Linked DNA regions of Mus musculus: region 1 is linked to region 2. A link is a contact called in public Hi-C data. All regions are on one chromosome and are shown on one strand. The core of a region is the stretch at or near the end of the contact, and the rest is flanking DNA. Distances in the headings are between cores, read along the strand shown. Region 1 has its middle 16 kb from the start of Gm4285. Region 2 overlaps Lcp1 (lymphocyte cytosolic protein 1).

Region 1 (3,552 bases), core at 699-3,198, 650 kb before region 2:
TGGAATGCAGGCAGACATGGAGATAGAGAGGGACCTGAAAGTTCTACATCTTGATCCTCAGGCAGCAGAAGGGAACTTTGTGCCATACTGGGCATAATGTGGGCATAGGAGACCTTAAAGCCCATCCCCATAGTGACACACTTCCTCCAACAAGGCCACACCTTTTAATAATGCCACTGGCGATGGACCAAACATTCAAACACATGAGTCTGTGGGGGCCATAACTCAAAATCTATCTTGCCCCACCAAAAGAATTAAGGAGTTTTGTTTCACAGATGATCAAAGACTGGGCCGGGTGTTGGTGGCGCCCACTTAATCTCAGCACTTGGGAGGCAGAGGGATGCAGACATCTATGAGTTTGAGACCAGCCTGGGCTACAAAATGAGTTCTAGGACAACCAGGGCTATCCTGTCTCAAAAAAAGGATAATATCATTGAGGGGGTTGGGAAGTTGAAGCCGCAGTGGATGGATCACATACACTGAGCAAAAGTTCAGATCCCCAGAATGCAGGTAAAAGCTAAGAAGGCATGATGGCTGCCTGTAATCCCAGCACTCAGGAGACAGAAGTAGTGGGATCTCTGTGAGTTTGAAGCTAGCCTGATGTGGTGGTTTGAATAGGTATGGCCCCAGCTGTCCTGGAACTCATTATGTATACCAGACTGGCCTCGAACTCAGAAATCCTCCTGTCTCTGCCTCCCAAGTGTTGGGATTAAAGGCATTGCCACCCCTGCTGGGTCCCAAACATTTTTTTTAAAGATTTATTTATTATATGTAAGTACACTGTAGCTGTCCTCAGATACTCCAGAAAAGGGCATCAGATTTCGTTACGGATGGTTGTGAGCCATCATGTGGTTGCTGGGATTTGAGCTCGGGACCTCTGGAAGAGCAGTCGGCGCTCTTAACCACTGAGTCATCTCGCCAGCTCACCCCAAACATACTTTTTGAAAAACCGAATGAGGAAATGAATAATGAAGTCTAGGCAACTGTACCCTCCACCCACGGGTGATCTCAACATTTGAATAAACGATCGTGTGCTTGCTTTTCTTCTTCGAGTGTTTTGCTTATTATTGTTCTAATTAAAGGCAATTTTCTAAAACGCCGGTGTTTGAACCAAGGGCCTCTTGTGCAGCTGCCATGCCACGAAGCTACCCTCCAGCACGAATTCTTAATTCATTTGTTTATGTGCTCGTGTATTAATAGATTCAATTGCTAAACACTCTCTCAGCAGCAGATCTGCAGTACTGGCTGAGCTCGCCATAGCAAACACCTTTTCTTTCTCTGTATTCCGAAGCAGTGGGAATGCATAGCTGGAGTGAAGCATTAGAGAGCGCTGCAGTTGTAGTTCCGCAGTGTGTCCGGCAGATGGCGATGCCGAGATCACCGAGTGCGGTCCTCAAAGCTGAAGGTAGGAAGGATCTGATCGGTTTCCAAATGCTGGATGGAAAATCAGAGCAGAACTTGAAGAGAGGCAGAAGGATTTGGAGAGGTTTTTTTAAAAAAAGACGGATTTCTGGCAGGCACCCCCAAAGGTTCTAGTCCCGCAGGAATCAGGCGGTCTCTGGGCTCTCTTCTGAGGATGCTCCCGCAAATTAAGAGGTCTGGGACCCACTGGCGGGAATTTCTAGGTCCTACTCAGCTGACTGGGTGAGGAAGAGATGCCTCTGGTTCCACTCTGAGTCTCTTATTTATCTCTGTGACTTTTCCGTGTGTCCCCGCCCCACCGCCACTAGCAGAGCGTAGGTGATAAAGATGATGCTGTTCCGTCTGCCGCCCAAGTTTGCTTCAAGGCTGAAAGGGTATCCGGCTGTTGGCAGCGAGGATTTAAGACTGGTCTACTCTGAATCAAAGGCAGGTGTGGCTGTTTTAAGAGTTCTCTCTGTTCCTGTGGAGCGGAACACCATCCAGTCTTGTGATTTGAGAACTGGCAACAACAGGAGTTGGCGCAGGGCCATAGCTGGGCTATCTGTACTTCCGCTGCCTCCCTGCCTGCCCAGCCGCTGTCGCCACTCCTCGCCACTGCTGCACGTGGGGGTGGTTCCTACTCTTCTTTGGGGTCATCGTTACCATATTATCCAAAAGATAAGGCTTAAAAGAAGGAAAATATCTAGAGTAATAATAAAGAATGGCATTGTTATATCGACTGGAACGCTCCACATAGTTACTCAACGCTAACACCTTCTTAAAGGGATTGTTCAAAGGGGTTGAAGGGTTAGGGATGCTACAGTAAGCAAGGATGCATTCTACGGAGAGGCCGCGGAGCACAATCACAGAAACTGGATTTTTTTTTTTGTCCTATTTAATGCTGTGTGTCATGCAAGGTCTCTCCAAAGAGGTGCCATTGAGCAGAGACTTAGCTGGTGAGAAGTGCCACCACACTGAGACCTGGGAGGAGGGCTCCTGTAGAGAGGAGAGGCAAGTTGTCAAGAAGAACCGGGCAGAGGCTGATGCGTAAGGGGGTGAGGGGGCTGACCTGGCGACGTGCTGGACAGGCAGGGAGCCGGAGGGGAGGAACTCCGGACTGAGTGGTCAAGCCTGCTTGTCCAGCTCTGTCCTGGCCTCACCCTGAGGCAGGAGCTATTTGCTTTTCCCCTGGGAAAATGTCACCAGGGCAGATGGGACTCTGGAGTAGTGATGGAAAGTTTTGGAAAACAGATGTGCACAGCGGAAGTTGGGTATTATATAACAGTTTTGTGCACCGAGGTAAGGCGGACTGAATGGCGGCTTCCATTTGGTTTCCTTCCGAACATGCCCCTTGTGTTCCTATGTCTGTTGCTGCTTTTAATCGGTCACTGTTTGCACCGACACTCCACACTGTCCACTCTGCCCGGTTCTGTTCTTCACTGGCCTTCCTCAACCCACTCTCCTAGCTCTCCTCTCTCCTAGCTCAGCAGGGAACTGTCTGAGCTGCTCTGCCACAGCTCTCAGCCAGTAAGTCTCAGGTTTCTAGGTCAAGTGAAATTAGAGCCCCATATTTCCTTTTGTGTAAAGGGCTATCTCTAGCTCGCACCCAGGGCCTCCCCTTCTGTGCATTAAATGATGCCAGCGGAGCTTTCCAGTCATATTTGAGCCAATGTTTCCCCTTCAAAGACTTCCCTGGGACTAGGGAGGTGTCCTGATCAGATATTCAGTGATACACACAAGTTATGATTATACTTTATCCTGGGAAATTACAAAGAAATGCCTTTGTCTTTAGTTTCAAAAAGAGCACACTTTCTTTAGGACTCAGTTGAATGACCCTTGCCCTCACACCTCTCCCTAGATACTGCCAGGAGGAGAATTTTGCCCAGTTTGTTCCTTTCAGATATGGGTCTAATAAGCCTTGTGCTGGCTAGTTTTATGTCAACTGGACACAAGTTAAAGCCACCTGAAGAGGAGGGAACTTCAATTGAGAAAATGTGTTCATAAAATGGGGCTCTAGGCAGGCTGTAGGGCATTTTCTTAATTAGTGATTGATGGAGAGGGCCCAGCTCATTGTGGGTGGTGCCATCCCTGGGCTGGTGGTCTTGGGTTCTATAAGAAAGCAGGCTGAGAAAGGCATGGAGAACAAGTCAG
Region 2 (3,145 bases), core at 449-2,948:
ACAGCTAGAGCAAGATTCCCCTAGGTGATGGAGACCTGGTCAGGAGGCAGTGTCTCAGCACTTCAGAAAACCTTCAGTGTTTTGATGTTAGAAGTGCACTGTCATCTAGCAAAACAGGAACCCTTGCAGCTAGCAGAGTCGGCTGACAAATCAGTTATATATTTTGATGGACTCTAAATTCGACTTTTATTTTTGCGTTGCTCAGTACACGAACTGAGTCATCTTATTTCACTGGGTATCTGTGAAGTGGGAAACACCCCCCCTCCACCCCCCTATCAAAAAAAATTCCCGGGGAGAAAATTTACATTAATCTAAACAGTATCATCCTGCTATAACATCTACCATTAGTCATAAAGTCCAATGACTTTATAAAGCTTTTCAGCTCTTCTCAAACATGAGCTAAATGAGGAAATCTCTTAATTTTCTGATTTAGCTTTATTTTGAGATTTGATTGGTACATCCCCTATATGTGCAGAGGGGCCTGCAGTCCTCAGGTGAAAAAAAAAAAAAAAAAAGGAAAAGGCGACTTGAGAATTTTCTAAGAATACAGAGTGATTAAGTAATGTTCCTAACATGTGTACTTGCGTTCACTTCATAAACAAAGGCCTATCTGGGGAATTCAGCTTATGTAAGGATTGCTGGGTAGTATGCCTGTAACTGCATTTAAAATACAATGATGGACTGGTGTCATTTATTTCTGAAGTCTACAGTTACCGTATCATTTCTTATATTTCCCGAAGCCGTTGTCCATTTGGCGCTGTGAGGCTCAAATGAAGACTGGAGCCTTGGAAAAGGAGGGGAGCAAGCTCTGAGGACAATGACTGCCACGTGTCCCCTCAGAGCAGTCGCCACAAGGACTCAGGGAGCATGAAAGTAGGAAGTGAAATCGGAGGCCTTCCTGTTATGTAACGAATTCATTAAAAAAAAAAAAAAAAGTGACAACTATTCATTCCAGTCAATATCTTCAGCAGCCCTGTGCGCCGGCGGAGAGAGGGAACTCCGCTCTATATGTGCGACAGGACAGGGGGGAAAATATTAAGAAGATGCAACGCTGACCTGAAGGCAAAGCCTTAGGCAAACTTCAGTCAGTGGAGGAAGCAAGCTGAGGACCTGCCTTTCCAAGAGGCCCTTGAAAAGTCAGACAATTCAGGGGGAAGATCATTGAAGAAACAGCGAGAAAGAGTGAAACAGCATGGAACTTTCTGGTGGCTTGCGGTCTAGCGCGGCGCCCAGAACCAGAACGTGGGTTGGTAAGACGTGGGAGGGGGAGGGGAGAGGTTCAACAAGAAGGAAGTGGCATGAAAGAAGGCTGAGGAAGTGGGCTGAGGCAAATGCGTGAAGGCACCAAAAATTCTTAGCAAAACTGTTAATGAATCATCCCACCGTTACATGAAATGTGCCAAGGAACCTATTTATGAATATCAAACTCCTTTGGGGTGTCTGGCGATTTTTTTCCTTTCTCTGTCTTGAACACCTGTACACACACACTCTCTCTGTCTCTGCTCTCTCTCTTCTCCTTCACACACACACACACACACACACACACACACACACATTAGGCTTTTCGATGTGTCTCCAGGATGATAGCTTCTCCCAGCATGCTCCACGGAAGGCGGACCCTGCAGCCAGCACAGTCCCGGGGCACCCGAAATCCAGACCAACTCCTGCCCCACCCTGACCCTTGTGCCCTTGGACCTTAGGTAACTTCAGCTCACTCCCGATAGCTCAAGGCACTGGAGAGGATTCCAGGAAGTCATGTGGTTACACAAACTAAGCACTTAAAAGTAACCGCATTGGTGGCAGTCGGCTCTCCAGCTTTACACATTCCATATCCACAAACTCGATTAAGTTCAGATGAAACATTCTAAAAAAAAAGAGTTGGACGTGCACAGCCAGAATACACACTAACATTTTCCTTCTTACCACTCCGCCCCCCCCCTCCGCCCCCCAGGTCGATACAGTACAGGGTTCTACATTTGAGCGGCCTGAGCATGCGCATCTCTGAGGCCCTGCACAGGTCCCCTTCCTGTTCTAGTTTAAACACACGCGCGGGCCACCCTTCTCCAAACGGTTCTGAGGTAGAAGTATCAATCAGGTTAAAACACTGGGATCCTTTTTAATCTAACAGTCCTGACTGTTGCAAGGTACAACATACAAAGGAGACGAAGTTTAAAACACTCCTGCCAGACAGGGACTGCTAACGAAATGTCATCAGAGACCACTGCAAACTGCCACCGTAGAACCTGAGGTCCGGAAGAGCCCTCCCTCCCTCGTGCTGCTACCATGAGTAAGACGCTGTGCTCTGTAGGCAGGCATGGCAGGTGGATGCTTCAGCAAGCCAAACGTGGTTGGCACTAACTCTGCCATATTCAGTGTTATTCCTTCCCAAATGTAAGGGGGAAATGTTGACAAGCCTTCACAGCATTTTTTTTTAAATTACATTCTTATTACTATCTCTGATGAAAATCTTTGGAGTACGTTTTTTTTCCCCCTAGTATTTTCTGGACCTTAAGCCTCTCCTCCGGAGACCCCACTGTTTTTTGGGTTAGTTTTACTTTTTGCCTTGAAACCAGCCAGGCAGATGAGTACTGCAAGTAAAGAAAGATTAATGGCCAGACACCAAAACTTCCAGAAATTCACTCTTCATAGAAAAAAGTGGTGAATTCCATTTAAATTTAGCTATGCAGACATCCTTTTTTAAAAAGTTCATTTAATAGAAGCCAATTACAGTAAATTCTTGGTAAATTTGACCTCAAGGTGTGTGTTGACAAGTCATCACTTTTTTTTTCTTTTTCTTGTTTTGGTTTTTTGTTGTTGTTGTTGTTTGTTTGTTTGTTTGTCTTGCTTCTGATTTTGGTTTTAAGTTGTCCTGCTAGAGTGGTTTCCAACAGTTAGAAACACAGGTTTTCACCATGTGTGCAGGACAGTGTATATGTAACATCAGTCCTGGGCTTGACTGACAGTTCTAAATGAATACAAGCTGAGAGATGGTACAATACTTCGAGGCTATATGCTTCAGTCGCTTAAAAGAATTCCCTGTGTAGACAGGACCTTTCCTCCAAAATGTAGAGACATTCATTTGCATGGCCTTCAGCCTTAACAAATAATCCAGACAGCCCTACAAGAAGTAGCAGAAGCCAGCAAC

What was found. Hi-C and Micro-C count contacts between places; a contact is called where the count stands out from the background.
Region 1: a contact with region 2 is called in a Hi-C map of regulatory T cells, with 7 times the contacts expected there. The contact joins two enhancer-like sites. A contact is called at or near these places in 1 of 39 promoter capture datasets (hippocampal neurons), 6 of 484 Hi-C or Micro-C datasets (CD8 T cells, the G1E-ER4 cell line, LSK cells and 3 more) and 8 of 115 datasets of contacts at active chromatin or transcription factors (the 230-238 cell line, Th17 cells, bone marrow-derived dendritic cells and 5 more).

The regions. Positions count from the first base shown.
Region 1 is chr14:75,827,422-75,830,973 of GRCm38.p6, reverse strand. No RefSeq gene overlaps it. Among named protein-coding and RNA genes, the nearest start is that of Gm4285, 16 kb to the left of the region's middle. Within about 2 kb of position 1,948, at least 147 of the 459 cell types and tissues checked have an H3K27ac peak or open chromatin away from gene starts, as enhancers often do. A contact at or near this core is called in CD8 T cells, Th1 cells, Th17 cells and 3 more, where this site is marked.
Region 2 is chr14:75,177,579-75,180,723 of GRCm38.p6, reverse strand. The region is part of intron 2 of Lcp1 (lymphocyte cytosolic protein 1); the gene reads right to left. Among named protein-coding and RNA genes, the nearest start is that of Gm15628, 42 kb to the right of the region's middle. Within about 2 kb of position 1,698, at least 161 of the 459 cell types and tissues checked have an H3K27ac peak or open chromatin away from gene starts, as enhancers often do. A contact at or near this core is called in CD8 T cells, Th1 cells, Th17 cells and 3 more, where this site is marked.